Linked DNA regions of Mus musculus: region 1 is linked to region 2. The links are chromatin contacts, called in public promoter capture Hi-C maps. All regions are on one chromosome and are shown on one strand. Each heading gives the region's core, a stretch centred on a gene start, on an enhancer-like site or on the middle of the called end of the contact. The rest is flanking DNA. Distances are from core to core; before and after follow the strand shown.

What was found. Promoter capture Hi-C pulls out the DNA fragments that hold promoters and counts their contacts.
Region 1: a contact with region 2 is called in a promoter capture Hi-C map of neutrophils, with 2.5 times the contacts expected there. The contact joins the enhancer-like site here to the promoter of Itsn2 in region 2. A contact is called at or near these places in 6 of 39 promoter capture datasets (the 3T3-L1 cell line, the C10 cell line, liver and 1 more), 1 of 484 Hi-C or Micro-C datasets (the G1E-ER4 cell line), 2 of 115 datasets of contacts at active chromatin or transcription factors (the SCID.adh cell line and expanded potential stem cells) and 2 of 9 other capture datasets (adipose tissue and liver).

Annotation. Positions count from the first base shown.
Region 1 is chr12:4,930,005-4,932,704 of GRCm38.p6, reverse strand. All of the region lies in intron 1 of Atad2b (ATPase family, AAA domain containing 2B), which reads right to left. Among named protein-coding and RNA genes, the nearest start is that of Atad2b, 14 kb to the right of the region's middle. Within about 2 kb of position 1,349, at least 15 of the 459 cell types and tissues checked have an H3K27ac peak or open chromatin away from gene starts, as enhancers often do. A contact at or near this core is called in neutrophils, where this site is marked.
Region 2 is chr12:4,591,703-4,594,402 of GRCm38.p6, reverse strand. It overlaps Itsn2 (intersectin 2), which reads right to left and starts at 1,395. Exons shown (of 40, transcript NM_001198968.2): 1 at 1,171-1,395. It overlaps Gm3625 (predicted gene 3625), which reads left to right and starts at 672. Exons shown (of 1, transcript NR_169069.1): 1 at 672-2,700.

The DNA of each region.
Region 1 (2,700 bases), core at 100-2,599, 340 kb before region 2:
AGCTCTTGCTGTCCTGGAACTCTCTGTAGACTAGGCTGACCTCAAACTCAGAGAGCTGCCTGCCTCTGCCTCCCAAGTGCTGGGACTCACATCCTGCCAGCATTATTCCTTCTAATCAAATCCTATCACTCACCATTTAAGACTCTTTTTTACATTAAATCTTCCTGAAAAGGCTCTAACCTAAACTACTGTACCTTCCTAATTTATATATCATAATTTCACAAGCTTATTTGACCAAGTTCTTTTTCTGCAAGTACTGATCTGTTGCAAACAAAATTCTGAAGACAAGTACTATGTTCTAAGGAATTAAACATAACAAAAAAAAAGTAAATTTTTGAAGGATACAATTTTTACGTAATCTGTCCATATAATTTTCTAAATATCAAGCTTTTAGGAGCCCTTCTAGTTCCACAATTAAGAAGTTCTAGGCCATGATGACCTTTAATCCCAACACCCTGGAGGCAGAGAAGCAGGGGAAGCGGCAGAGTAGGGATGTATTGTATGAAAGAATAAAAAATAAAAAGAAATAGAAAAAAGAAAATAAAGATTCTTTACAAAAAAAAAAAAAGTTTTGCTAGACATGGTAATATATGCCTTTATTCCCAGCACTCAGGAGGCAGAGGCAGGCAGTATCCTTTTTTTTTTTTGTTTGTTTTTTTAAACATTTTTTTAAAGATTTATTTATTTTTATTATATGTAAGTACACGGTAGCTGTCTTCAGACACTCCAGAAGAGGGAGTCAGATCTCCTTAAGGATGGTTGTGAGCCACCATGTGGTTGCTGGGATTTGAACTTCCTACCCTCAGAAGAGCAGTCGGGTGCTCTTACCCACTGAGCCATCTCACCAGCCCTCTTTTTGTTTTTATTTTTGTTTTTGTTGTTTGTTTTGGAGGTAACATTTCACCATGTAACTGGTTGGCCTGGTACTAGGTTGGCCTCAAATTCAGAGAGACCTACCTGCTCCTGCCTCCCCAGTGGTGAATGAAAGATAGTTACTATCATTACCAGCTAGCTCCTAGGTGGTTTTCTTTTTTTCTTTTGTAAGTTAATAGCCAGGTGATCTTGGACTAGCTAGTTAACTCAGAACCTTAGTATCTCTGAGTTGGAGGCCAGCCTGAACTACAGAGTAATTTCTGGGCTACACAGAGAAACAAAACAAAACAAAAGCTTCTTTCAAACTGTTGTCCAAATACCAACTGCATCAGAGCCTACCTACATTAGTCATCATAGACTATAACCTGCTCAACTAGAATCTCTGGAGGTGGAGGGATCTAATAAGGCCTTCAACTGATTCTCAATATGCAAGTTTGAGGGTATCATCTGGGGTGCAGTACCCCAACTTACGCACTAGACCTACATTTTCACTTTTTTTTCCATGAGAGGGTTTCGACATGGACATACTAAAGACCAGACCTCAGCATAAACACTACAAAAAGGTTCCTCCTTACAAAAGAATCTAAGGATTTAAGTAATACAAATAACCAGATCTAAACAGGTAGAAAATAATTATTTTAACACCATTTAATTATCTTCAAGGTTTGGGAAAGCTTTTATCTACAAACCTGATACTGACAATTTACCTTTAATAGGCTGGTCATAATACTCAACCTTAGCTTTTCATCTTCAAAGCACTTTGCTAGCTAATTATGACCTAACCCTTTGAGGGTAGGTGTTACTAGTTTCATGACAAAGATATTTCAGAGAGATTACGCAATCTACCCACAGCCATTTAGCAATCTGTCAGAGTAATTACAATCCAAGAGTAGGAAAATATCTTAGACTAAAAAAATAAATTCAATTAGCAAACACTTATTGAAAATCTAGTATGGACAGATGACATTAAGAGAAGGAGTAAAAATGACATACTTGAAATCAATACAATTCATTGGGTTGATAGAGTCACAACACTGATATAAATATTTATAATAGCAAAAAATTCTCAGAAAAATTAAAAACCAGAAATAATTAAAAGAGACAAAATAATTATTAGTAGAGACAAAGGTTCCACAGTTAGATCAAATAGTCTATAGGTATGAACAGTCTTTTCCAATTTCCTTAGTAAGACCACCTTTTAGTCTACCTTTTAAGGGGGTGGGGAACAACTAGCATATTCCAGGACTCATTACAAAGCTCAATAAAAAATGCAGCTGCTCCTTTTTTCCCCCTTTTATTTGTTTTTAAAAAAATGCACAGAGGTAGCAGTTACCGTGATTGCAGAAAACCAAACTGGATTGCTCTTTATTTACTTGGAACAGCCGTTGTCTACCAAGTCCTGAAACTGCAGGCATAGAAGATGTCCTGAATGTCCCTCAAACATCCCAAAAGCAGTGCTTCCTTACACTGTTTCTAAACAATCGTTATAAAATCATGTCCAAGCACACAAAGACATGCAAGTGACAAGTGGCCAGAAGGTACAGAAAAACAGAAACAATCTGCAATCACGTAGATGCACCTCTTCCGACAGAATTCTCTGGATGATAGTTTTTGCTTTATTTATTTATTTATTTATTTATTTATTTATTTATTTATTTAAATTGGGTATTTCATTTACATTTCCAATGCTATCCCAAAAGTCCCCCATCCGCTCCCCCACCCACTCCCCCACCCACCCACTCCCACTTCTTGCCCCTGGCGTTCCCCTGTACTGAGACAGATAAAGTTTGCACAACCAATGGGCCTCTCTTTCCACTGATGGCCAAC
Region 2 (2,700 bases), core at 146-2,645:
GAATAACCGCCAACGTAATGGCAAGCACATAACTGAATTTTGCAGGCCTCCCATCAACTTGTATAAATGTTGTAGGCCATGTTTCTAGATTGCTTTTAGGTTTTAGCACTGGATGACAATACAGCAAACCGTGAAAGGGAAGTTAGCAATTTCTCAAAGGCTTAAGCACCTAGTTTGGCCTCCAGTCTGTACTACCTAAACTAAGCTAACAACACAAAATTCCAAGTGACACCTTGCGTCCCCTGAGGAAGTAGGAAACGCCGTGAAACAGACAAGAAGCACGGAGTACGGCAGTAATTTCTGTGTCAACTTGAATTCCTATTGTAAAGTAGCTGGGTCTATCCAAAATGTTCCTGTTCGTTATGAATGCAAGTTTCAAATGAGTGTATTTGCCACGGACAATCACTGAATAACACAGAGCATGACCAATACCTGCAAACAGTGTCTTTCAGCAGAATGAAACTTGCAGCCTCGGTTTACCTACTCACTATGCACTTGTAGGTGCCTCTTCTCCCTTAAATAAGCAGTGAACTTTGGCTACAGAGACTCCTCGCTGTGCTTCCTATATATACCCTAGAAATGCATAATGCAGAAGTCAGCGCTTAACAGTTCTCAACTTTAGCTGTTATAACGCGAGCAGTGGACGCCAAGCATCCGCCCACTGTCCTCTCGTGACTCCGGCTACTTTGACGCACCGGGATGCGGCTCACCTGACACTCTGCAGCAACCCTGACCAAGGAGGAAAAAGAAAAGAAAGGAAGAAAGAAAGAAAAGAAAAGTCAACTAAGCCAAAATAAAATAGGTCCCCAAGGCAACGCGCACCCAGCCCAGATGCCCCTAAGGAAAGCCCGGAACCCGGTCGCCACCAGCGATAGGCGGAGGCCGTCACCTGCCAAGCGAGGCCGCGGCAAGGGGCCCGGGCTTCCCGGCCTCTGAGAGGAGCGGCCCGCCCGCCCCGCGGCGGAGGCAGGAACCCCGGGGCCGGAGGTTTCCGCCCGGCACGGCCGTCCTCGGCCGGGGCCTAGGGCGGGGGCCGCACGCGCTTCCGAGGACTGAACCCGGCGGTGCGCGGCGCGCAGCCCCCTCTGCCCGGCCCGTGGAACCCCGGGGGCGGCGGCGGCCGCACCTGCCCCGCGCCCCTCGGCCGCGCCGACGGGCGGCTTCACCCACCTGGCGCCTCGCGCACGTCCCGGCGCGACCCCGCGCGCTCCTCGACACCGGCGCGTGGGCGCGGCCAAGCTCCGGGAAGACCCTGCCGTGCCGCGGCCGCCGCCGCCGGGTCAGTCGTCAGGCCGGCCGCAGCGAACCTGTTGCGCAGCCTGTCACGGCTGCTGGGCTCTCAGCCGGCGCCGCCTCAGCCCCACAACAACATGGCGGCCGCGGCCTCCGCAGGAAGCCGGGGGGCGGGGAGGCGAGCGACGGGCGGGCAGTGACGGCCCGCCCGCCTAGCCGCGGGACACCTACTCCTCACCGTGGGGAGCGTGACACTGCGTGGCGCTCCTCCTCGCCCCCGGAACCGTGGAAGGCGTGGGCCGAAATGCTTCTCCTCCCGCCAGGTCCCGAAGCTCCGCGGCTGACAGCCCTTCCAGGAGCTGCCAAGACCCCCCACCTGGCTCCTCCTCTTCGAGGTGACTTGCCGGGGACTGGGTGGGACATTTCCTGCCACAGGACCCTAAGGTTTTGGAAAGGGCCAAGAGATGTCCAGGACATCCCCGTTGGACCACACATGGAGCTTGCTGTCTCTCAAGCTGGAACCTTCTTATTCACTGAAGGTCTCTTCGTTAACATGTGAGCAAGCCTTTCCTGAGAATGGGGAAGTTAGAGGTGCAAAGGAGTTGCCTCCACCTTTGCTGCAGATCCTTCTCAAGGACTCTCCTTAAAGGATTTTACCACACCCAAGAGTTAGCTGTCCATTCACCATCACACACACACACACACACACAGAGAGAGAGAGAGAGAGAGAGAAAGAGAGAGAGACAGAGACACAGAGACAGAGACAGAGACAGAGACTGAGAAAAAGCATCCCTCTGTTCACACACAAGAGCAAGCTCATGACAGACAGGAAGACCGTCCCGGACTTTTCTGCTTGCAGAAGCTAAACATCCTTACCCATCTAATAGGAGAAACTCATACTTAGAACTTATTTCTATTCTGTGGTTTCCTCACTCAAATCACCATTCTTTATCTGCTGTTTGACAGAGGCAACAGCACCCCCTGGACAAAAAAAAAGCTTTCTTAAGGTTGAGGATGAGGAAATGATGGTCCCTAATGGGCAAAATGGGAGTGTAAGGTTTCCATGGAAGGAAGTGTACTGAGATGCAAAACTCATAACGTAAACTGGTGCGTGCCTGTAACCCCTGCACACAGAGAACGAGTCGCATCAGTCTGACTGCTGAGAAGGATTGTGAATTTGAGGTCAGTCTAGGCTATATAAAAATTGTTTTTTAAAAATCCCATAAATAAATGGATGTTTTCAAACATTAGTATCCCTATGATTTCAATTGAAATGTGAGAGATATGTGTAGATCAGATGACCCCAGGCTTCACTGACCCCTGTTGGGGCTGATGCAGATAGAAAGTCTGACTTGAAAGAGATTGCGGAGATGCTCAGGGCCAACTGAACTGGACAACCAACTCTTAGGAGGAATTTAGCAAACATTGATGGTGATAAACAGGGTTTTCTTGCTCTCACGGTGTTTT